2 separate regions of the Mus musculus genome follow, and region 2 is linked to region 1. The links are chromatin contacts, called in public promoter capture Hi-C maps. All regions are on one chromosome and are shown on one strand. Each heading gives the region's core, a stretch centred on a gene start, on an enhancer-like site or on the middle of the called end of the contact. The rest is flanking DNA. Distances are from core to core; before and after follow the strand shown. Region 1 holds the start of Gpr33 (G protein-coupled receptor 33). Region 2 has its middle 18 kb from the start of Gm40425.

Region 1 (4,985 bases), core at 1,298-3,797:
AAATGAAATGAAACCTACAGTTTCTTAAAGTTAAATGAGCCTTCTAGACAGGCTCTGTGGTACATGACTTTAATTCCAGCACCTGGGAGGCAGAGGCAGGTGGATCTTTGTGAGTTCAAGGCTGGCATGGCCTAGATAATAAGTTCCAAGACAGCCAGGGCATGTAGAGAGATTCCAAAAACCAACAAAACAAAACAACCAACCAACTAACCCCAAACAAACAAATAAAATATCCACAATCCCCCTAAGGCCCCCAAAACCAAAACCAAAGCAAAACCAAAACACAAAGCACAAATAAAACTTGTAAGGTTCTGCAAAGCAGAAAATGATTCTCTTTTGTAGAAAAATACTTTAGTGGTCTGTATTAGGAAGAATGAACAGTGATGCTATGTATAAGCAACGGTGAGTGTAAAAGCAGCACTCATGAAGAGGTTGTGCGAAGGTCCTGGGACCTTAAGAGGTAGGAAGAGGGAGGGTGATAGACACAGGAAAAGCCAGGAGCCTTGCAGATGTCCAGTAGAGAAGAAAGGGTGGAGGCAGAGAGCTCTGAGGATGTCAGCAAGGGCTTTTCTAACACTTATTTACAGCCCACTTGCTGTGCCTGTGTGTGTAGAATACTCTGTCCTGTTAACCTACAATTAGCATGGGTTGGTGACTCCACTGGGCAACAAAGGAAAAGAGCTTGGGTTCCCTACTTGAGGGGAGATGGGGAGAAAAGACTGGTGGCAACTGAAATGTAAAGAACAGGTTGGCAGGAAGTGTGTAGATACTGGGGCTTGAGTGGATAGGAGAAACGAATCCCTGGAGACTTTCTCAGTCTCTCTCTCTCTCTCTCTCTCTCTCTCTCTCTCTCTCTCTCTCTCTCTGTCTCTCTCTCTCTGTGTCTGTCTCTCTCTCAGTCTCTCCCTCTCTCCCTCTGTCTCTCTCTGTTTCTCTGTCTCTGTCTCTCTCAGTCTCTCTCTCAGTCTCTCTCTCTGTCTCTCTCTCTGTCTCTCTCTCTCTCAGTGTGTGTATAATACCTGTAGTCTGTGCATCTGTGGTGCATTTGTGTGTATGCAGGTGCATATATAGTAAGCATTTCACTGTGGGGTGTATTTTTATCCATAGATTATATATCTAAAGTTCTGTGTGTGCCCATGTAAGTCTGTGTATGTCATCTGTAGTGTATTTGTGAAGTGTGTGTGTATGTGTGTGTATGTATATTATGCATTGCTTAAGTGTATATCTGTTCTTGTGTGTCCATATGTGCAAGTGGTACATGTGTGGTGTTGGTGTGTCTGTGTTGTGTGTGTTTGATATCTCTCAGTGTATATGCATATAGAAAGCTGAGTTTCTGGATGCTTTATTTGTTGACTTGTGAGGCTGAACTCTAGTGTCTGAAGTTAATATAAACTTAAACAGAATAAAAACTTTGTTCTGTAATTAGAATTGGTGGCTTTGCATTTTACATAAGGTTCTTGGAAGCATTAATGTATTGAATATACTATGAAAATTCGTCATGATTTTTAGCATGAAAGGTATACTACTACCAGGCATGGTGGCACATGCCTTTAACCCCAGCACTTGGGAGACAGAGACAGGTAGATCTCTGAGTTTTGAGGCCAGACTGGAACAGAGTGAGTTCCAGAATAGCCATGAATACACAGAAAAACCTTGTCTTGAAAAACTTAAAAAAAACAACAACGTGTATTAGTATTGTGTGTATGTGATGAATATGTGTGGATAAAGACCCACTGTGTGATGCAGAAGTTAAGAGAAGTTCTTCATTCTTGAACACCTTTTAAGATGGCTTGAAGCACTGGAGTATAATTTTGAGTCTACTCTACTAGCTCTGTGACCTCTTTAACCCCTTAGAGTTTTTATGAAGACTGAATGGGGCAGTGAACTTAGTGCCTAAAATGGCTGATGACAGTTTTTAGGTTTTTTTGTTTGTTTGTTTATTTGTTTTGTTTTGTTTTTTAGTTTTTTTGAGATAACATTTCTCTCTGTAGCCCTGGCTGTCCTGGAATTTACTTTGTAGTCTGGCCTCAAACTCAGAGGTCTGCTTGCTTCTGCCTTTCAGGTACTGGGATTAAAGGTGCATGCCACCACCACAGGCCTAATATTTGTTATTTAAACGTGCCATTTTGCTCAACTTGTTAGAGTAAAACCAATCAAATCCTCATTTAACCCTTTTAAAGCTACAGACTCTATTTCTCTCTTTCCGGAAGCACTTGTACGGAACCTCTGAGAGTCTATCTTCTCTAGCTACACTCTCAGATCTTCTTCTCTTGATGCATTGGTAGCTTTGGCTGGAGCAGCTTCTAGAGCCTCCAGAGCTTCCAGAGACACTGAGCTGCGTCTGGAGGAAAGCCTCAGGAGCCTCAGACTAGCTGATCTTTAGGAAGCTGAGAATCCTGCTGGGCCCAGGGGTCTTACCTCAGAGCTGTGTCTTCATGCCAAGTAGTCTGAGATGCCACAGTGTCCAACAGTCTTCTCTCTGGGGGAAGGGGCAGCAACTGGAGATTCTGCCTTTATTTTGTTCCTCTCATCCCTTTCTGGTGGATGCTGCTCTTTAGTCTTGCCTTTGACAAGTTCACAGAGTCTTTCAACTCCTCCGGTTTCTTTTCTGTAGAACATACTGCTGTGGAGGTGGAGTCCAAGACAGAAGTACTTCTCCAAACCATTTCTCGATTTCAAAATGAGAGTCAAAAAATTCTGTGAACAATCATTTCAGTTAAGGTTAATAGGATAATGTCAGGTGTTAAGACACTGGTTTCAATTCCATCCTCAGGTCTGTTCATCCCACCAGGCAGGTTTGATTTTGGAGATTTCATTGGCTTATGGGCCATCAACGGTAGATACACAGCAAGACGGTAGGCACGAGCCCTGGGTGTTATAGAATCTGGAACTTAACTATCTGATCTCGCTGGAAAGAAAATTGTTAAAGAGAAAAACTTAAACTCTGGTTCTCACACTAAGCAGAATGAAGGTGACAGGTCAAAGACTGTCGTCGTTCAGTCTGGAAAGAGGAAGAGTGGTAGACAGAATGGTTGCATCTGGACAGTTGTTGGGGGACAGAGCCGAGTCATTATCTTACAGCACGACGGACTCTGTGAACCATTCATTGCTGGTTCACTCCTCTCTCTAGTCCCCCTCCCCCATTTCAGATCCACCTCAGTGCCAGCCTCATGGTCCTTTCTTCTTCCTCTCATCACTGCCAGAGTAGAAAATGCATCAGAAACAGTGTATCTTCAGTGGTGAAAGCTTGGGAGTAAGAGCCACCGTCTATTCTGTCTACTCAGAACTTAATGCTTTCACAGCTAGACTACAGACTTATTTGAAATTGGCTTAAATCTTAGATCTTAATTCATTCCTGTCTGTGACCTTCAACTGAGCTACAGATCTTCTTGGTAGGCTAAGGATGACGTTCAAACTTATTACTACATTTTAGAAAGGACTTCCTCTGGAGGCTTTTGGGTTCATGTATAGATCCATATGTAACGGGGAATTACCGGGTCCAAACCTGCTTGTTCTGAACATTAGTAGACTAAGTCCCAGAGGGGTTAAGCAAATCATGATAGGTTTTTCATTAAACTCCCTTTCCACAGATGAAGGAGTTGAGACCCTTGAAACTCTCTGAGAGCCCATCCTAGATTCTGTTAACAGTTAATAAAGAAGCTGGGGTGAAAATAATGTGCACTAAAAATTCCAATGCACAGCTTGTGGGAATGATAGTGACTGTATAATACAGGGCAGAGGGAGCTGCCACACCCCGTGTAGAAATCCCAATGGTGCCTCTATCTCTATTATAGGGCTATCTGTATCTCTCTGCACATTATCAGAGTCTCAGCCTCTTCATATGTTAACATAAAAAAAAAGAACAGGAATGAGTTGTTTTTGTTGTTGTTTTTTGATTACCCTTGTGGGGATAAAGTGAAATACGTCTAAAAGGCTCAGTACAATGGCAGGCACAGGGCAAGTATTGAATGAATAACAGTTGAGTTGGTACTGGCATTATGTAAGTTGCAACAGAATGCACACTTACAAGTCCACTGGGCTGGAGCAAATGTATCCGAATGCCATAATTCAAGAAATATTTATGAATACTCTAGCCTGCCAGACAGTGTGCAAACTGAGACAAACAAGATAAATAATTCAAAGTAGTTGCCCGAAATGTTTACAGTTGTTGAAGATGCTACCTGAACTGAGTAGTTGAGGGATGTTGGAGAGAGATGTTCCAGGCCTTAGACACAATAGGTATTCAGGCTCCTCAGCAACATCGTCCGTTTCTTCATTTCTTAATCTTTTAAAAATTATATTTTTTATATGCGTGGACGTTTTGCTGTCGTGTATGCCTGTGCACCACATGTGTGCCTGGTGACCTAAGAGGACAGAAGAGGGTGTGAGAGTCCCTGGAACCAGTGTTGTAGATGGTGGTGAGCTACTATGTGGGTGCTGGGAATTGGACCAGTGTCCTCTGCAGGGCAGCCAGGGCCCTTGGCTGAGAGCCCTTGGCTTTTCATTTCTATATGGTTCATACTGTGGTTGGAGCCAAGGACACAGATCAGTTTCTTGACTTGAAATCACCTGACTTAATTAAAAGTGAAAGACAAATGAACAGTCATATCCCCAACGAAGCCATAGAAGGGAAGTCATTTCTTCAAGTGGTCTGTGTGTTTTCTACAGTGTTTGCGTCATCTGGTTTAATAATTAACTAGAGGGAAACAGCAAATTCTTGAAGAGAGTGTGGAAGATGTCGATTTTAGGTTTTCTAGTGATGAGAAGAAAAATTAAACACTCTCCCATTTTCTCTTATTTGTAGATTTTGTCATTTACACAGTGAGTGTCTTCATTGGTCAGGCAGCACAGGAAAGAGCTTTGAGAAAGTATTCGCCCAGCGGTTTCCAGCCTGAAGGAAGTCATAGGTGTCTGGGAGAGACTTCCCTCCCTCCCTTTCTGCTTCCGTGTGTGCATGCACATGTGTGTGCAGGTCAGAAGTCACT
Region 2 (5,014 bases), core at 1,659-4,158, 2.5 Mb after region 1:
GTTTGGTTTTTCAAGACAGGGTTTTTCTGTGTAGCCCTGGCTGTCCTGTAACTCACTCTGTAGACAAGGCTGGCCTTGAACTCAGAGATCCACCTGTCTCTGCCTCCCAAGTGTTGGGATTAAAGGCATGTACCACCACCGCCTGGCAAAATCTATTATTTTGCATATTAACCAAAATAAAATACTACACATCTCAGCTACATCTGAAGCCTTCCCTCCCTCTTACATCACAAAGCTAAGGTAGTGCGCTAAAAGGGTTATGTCTCAAAACTTCCAGTGGGTGCCTGAGAGCTCGGATAGCATCTAGAGTAATTGCTTGTCTTTCTATAACAAAATACCTAACCAAAGCAACTTAAGGGAAGAAACATTTATTCTGGCTCATGATGCAGAGGGTCATAGTTCATCAGGACAAGAAGGTGAAGCAGAGTGAGTTAGTCTATAGTGACATGTGGAATCTGCTTGCTCGAAGCCCAGCAGGCAGGAAGAGAGAGAGCAGGGCAGATCAGGAAGCAAGTGTAACCTTCAAAGCCCACTCTGGTGGCCTACTTCACCAACCCCACTCCACTTCCTGAGGACTATACAACTTCCCAGCTTGGGAACAATTGTTCAAACTCATGAGCCTGTGGGAGACATTTCCTGTCCAAACCACTACAGTACTAAATCCCATATATGCTGGGTTTTCCTTACATGTGTACCCATGAATGAAGCCTAACCTAAAAAGTAAGAATAGTAAAAGATTAAAAACAGCTAATTTAAAAAGAATAAGTTTGACAGCATCTGTAATAGAAGGTGTGTGAATATGGTCTGTCTCCCACAACGTACTGAACCGTGTTCAGCCTTTTGATAGTGTGACCCAATACTTGCTTAATGCCATGCCCTGAGATGAAGGTCAGGGCATTGTGACATAGCAGTAGACATCTGTGTAAGAGCCACTGAAGTAAGAGCTCTGGCAAGCTAATGATTAAGATGGTCAGTACATGTGATATGCTGAGCCAAGGGTGATGTGCACCCCAGGGAGGACAGAAGAGGACAGCCTATGATCTCGTCAGGCTACCCAGAGCACCGTGCAATGGGAAACTTACAGAGTGTTTTGTTTTTAATGCCTGGGATTTTTCACAGTAATTTGAGTGAGTAACTAAAGCCACAGATCTCAGATAAAGCAAGATCTCAGATAAGCGATGAGGCTGTAACAAAGATGTAAAGGAAAACAGTCTTGCATAAGTTGCCAAGTTCACACCAGTCCAAGTGGGGGTAGGAAAAGGGCGCCTTACTCCTATGGCTGACAGTCGCAAAGCTCAACCACGGCTCCAGACATCAAATAGTGAAAATCAAGGGTGAAGCTGGCTCAGAGCGGGAAGCCCAAGTTTATAGGAAACATTCCTAGACACTTCTGATCTATCTCAGGATGCAAACTTTTATGCTGTTGTTGCTGCTGCTGCTGCTGCCGCTGCCGCTGCCGCCGACGCCGACGCCGCCGCCGCCGCCGCCGCTGCTGTTATCGTTTCCTGTGGTTGGCAAAGCATTTAGACTTTACTGGAAGCAGAGAAGACTTTGCTTTATGTAGGACAGACACCCTTGATCAGCCCAAAGCATAGCCTTTCAGACTGCTTTTTCCCCTCCCACCCTGTGACTCCTGTGGTTCTGTCTGCAGATTCTCATAGAACGTGAAATCAGGGAAAATGTAGTCAGCTCCAGGGCACAGAACCCAATGCTGGTGAGAATCTAGAACAAAATGTTTAGTGAGTGACTAGAGAGTGTTTAAAAACTAAGACAGTTAGCATTCATTATATTTATGCCACAGGAAGCACACAGAGTATGCACACAGAGTCACCACATTTCACCCTTACAAGGCTCCACCACATGCCCTGGTCTTGTCAGTGTCAGAAGAGTCTTGAACCTAGACTCCACACTCTGAGCCAGCCCGCTACGCTCCTTTCTACAGAATCTGAGAGCAGGAAGGACAAGCTATGCTAATCTTAATAAGTCTTTACATGGAAAATCCAAACTGGCAGATCTGAGGAACAGGACATCTGGCTTCAGCAAAAAAATAATAAAATAAAATATAAATAAATAAATAAATAAATAAATAATTAAAATTATGGGATGGTAGGATTCAATGGCTAACTAGAAGGGAAACCTTGAAAGAGTGTGTGGGGCACAACTATGAGAGCTGAAATTCCAATGCAGAGCTTGGAGCACACTGACTTCTCCATGACACTTCTGTGAGCCTTGTGATTTCTCCACATGGGAATCCAAGCAACAGAATGTTCCTTCACACCCGTGCCGTTTGTTACACCCAGTCCTGTCTCCTTAGTCAGCTGGGGACTGTTGAAGCCTGCTTCCCCAACATAGCTGTAGCCATTTTGTTCCAGGCCTGCCAGTCAGTCCATACTGCTGTTGTAATCTGCCTGCCAGGTATTTCATATTGTTGCTGTAATACTGACATAGAAAAATAGCTTGATTCAGAGCAGGGTCAAGCTGACCGCATACCCTATGTTCCACAACCATAACCTCACTCAGGACCAATCAAAAGAGAGGTCAGTTTGAACTGTTATGTCCTAACTATTAAAAAACAAACAAACAAACTCTTGGAAAAAGGCCAACCACCCAGCAGCCATCCCTGTACGGGTTGAGAGTTCATTATGGTTTTTCCATATAAGCTGGCCCTGGGAAATATTCATGGTCCAATCTTAGCTCCCAAGGCTAAGCTATGACCCTGATCGATCAGTCTTGGGGAGTGCATTCAATAAACCAGCCTTGTTTAACTGAAACTGGAGTCTGAGTAGTTTATGTGGCAATTCCTGAACCCCAACAGAGACCACGTGAAAACTTTTGTCCAGAGAGCAGCAGAAAGTCACTGGATGCGCCAGAGCTAGAAGCTGTTCCCTGGAACCAGCTCAAACCTGTCTTTGTTAGGAACTGGGTACAATCGGGGCCATGTGAGTTTCTTAGCCTCACCTGCCCCAAACAGTGGCTTAGCAACAAACCACAGATCAAGGCAGGGAGGGAGGGGGAAGTGGAGATAAGATAGTTTATCACACAGATAAGAGAGGGAAACTCCAGCTTGCCTCAACCAGTCTTTCAGGAGCTGAAAAGCCACAAACCCTTTGAAGCTTTGCTTCCAGACAAAAGGATTTGTCAGGAATGTTCCCTAAGTACAAGAGTGTTGGCCTAAGATTGCCTCGGTACTTTGAGTTTAAGATTTTTGTTTGGTTCTGTTGTTGTTGTTGTTGTTGTTGCTGCTGCTGCTGCTGCTGTTTGGGTTTGTTTTGGTTTGGTTTGGTTTTGGTTTTGGTTTTGGTTTGCAAGTTTAAAATCAGCTCAGAAAACTGAAAACTAGATCTTAAAAGTAACAAACCACCATGCCTCAATCCAACCTCGAGCAGCCAAGTTCAGCCCATCACAGGCTGCCAATGAGTCCAAAGCTGAGCTGCCATATGGGTTCTTCCTAACTCCACTCCTGTGTGTATGGGAGGAGGGGTACGGTAAAGACACTGCCTGAATAAAAAACAAGAAATGAAAAAGGGCATGACTGTTCCTAGGCATATTAGATGGGAAGGTTTATTATAGATAGGAGACACAACAAAACTAGAGGCAGACATATCTGTGAACATCCAGAATGAACAGGACCCTGAGCCAAGTCATGTGAGGAGAAGGGGGAGGAGAGAAGAGAGCCAAATCAAGAGACCTGGAGGGTAAAGGTCAAGTAACCAAAATGGCTGAATTATATAGGGAAGAGCAGCCCAGCCCCTGGGCTACAGAAGTTTAGGGTAGGGGACAGGCTATGACATCCATACCCTATAACAGGTAGGGACTGAAGAACGCTGGGAGAACCTGATTGTCCTTTGATGTGTTCAATAGATACCTCAGTTGGCCATTTGTCCTAGGTTTCAAGCCTGTAGTGGTTTGAATGAAAATGGATCCCATAGGCTCCTAGAGAAGAGCACTAACTAGAGGGTGTGCCTTGTTGGAGTAGGTATGGCCTAAAGGAAGTGTGTCACTGGGGTGGGCTTTGAGATTTCAGATGCTCAAACCAGGCCGTGTCACTCTCTCTTCCTGTTATCTGTGGATCCTGATGTAGAACTCTCGGCTCCTTCTCCAGCACCATGTCTGCCTGCATGCTGCCATGCTTCTCACCATGGTGAAAATGGACTGTACTGGCTAGTTTTGTGTCAACTTGACACAGGCTGGAGTTATCACAGAGAAAGGAGCTTCAGTTGGGGAAATACGTCCATGAGATCCAGCTGTAAGGCATTTTCTCAATTAGTGATCAAGGGAGGAGATCCCCTTGTGGGTGGTGCCATCTCTGGGCTGGTAGTCTTGGTTCTATAAGAGAGCAGGCTGAGCAAGCCAGGGGAAGCAAGCCAGTAAGTAACATCCCTCATGGCCTCTGCATCAGCTCCTGCTTCCTGACCTGCTTGAGTTCCAGTCCTGACTTCCTTGGTGATTAACAGCAATGTGGAAAGTGTAAGCTGAATAAACCCTTTCCTCCCCAGCTTGCTTCTTGGTCATGATGTTTGTGCAGGAATAGAAACCCTGACTAAGACAAATTGGTACCAGCATAGTGGGGTATTCCTTTGACAACCTGACCATGTTTTGGGGAGGACTGTGGAAGGACTTTGGAACTTCAGGCTAGAAGATCCATTCAGTGTTAAGAGCTCTGTGGGATGTTGTGTGGGAGCTTGGAAGATAATGTTGAGAACAGTGCAGAAGATGGAGTCTTGGCTTGTGAAATTTCAGAGGGAAGATTAAAGACTCTTATCGGGGCCATTGCTAATTTGATTGTGAAGATTTTGTTTCTGGTTAGCTGTGGCTGAAGAATAAGTTGTGATTAACAAGACACCAGAACTACTAAAGTGAAACCTTTGCATTGCTGAGACTATTGATGCTGGTTAGCTGGAACTAAGAAATTAGCAGTGATTAAGAAGAGACCAGCATGGTTGAGGTGACATCTTCTAGGAAGTGTTTTCTGAAAGCACAAAGAGGCTGTGTTCCAGAGATAGCCAAAGTTGTA

What was found. Promoter capture Hi-C pulls out the DNA fragments that hold promoters and counts their contacts.
Region 2: a promoter capture Hi-C map of liver shows a contact between it and region 1, with 8 times the contacts expected there. The contact joins the enhancer-like site here to the promoter of Gpr33 in region 1. A contact is called at or near these places in 2 of 39 promoter capture datasets (hippocampal neurons and liver) and 4 of 484 Hi-C or Micro-C datasets (cardiomyocytes, cerebral cortex and cortical neurons).

Annotation. Positions count from the first base shown.
Region 1 is chr12:52,025,516-52,030,500 of GRCm38.p6, forward strand. It overlaps Gpr33 (G protein-coupled receptor 33), which reads right to left and starts at 2,548. Exons shown (of 2, transcript NM_008159.2): 1 at 2,419-2,548.
Region 2 is chr12:54,565,768-54,570,781 of GRCm38.p6, forward strand. No RefSeq gene overlaps it. Among named protein-coding and RNA genes, the nearest start is that of Gm40425, 18 kb to the left of the region's middle. Within about 2 kb of position 2,909, at least 59 of the 459 cell types and tissues checked have an H3K27ac peak or open chromatin away from gene starts, as enhancers often do. A contact at or near this core is called in liver, where this site is marked.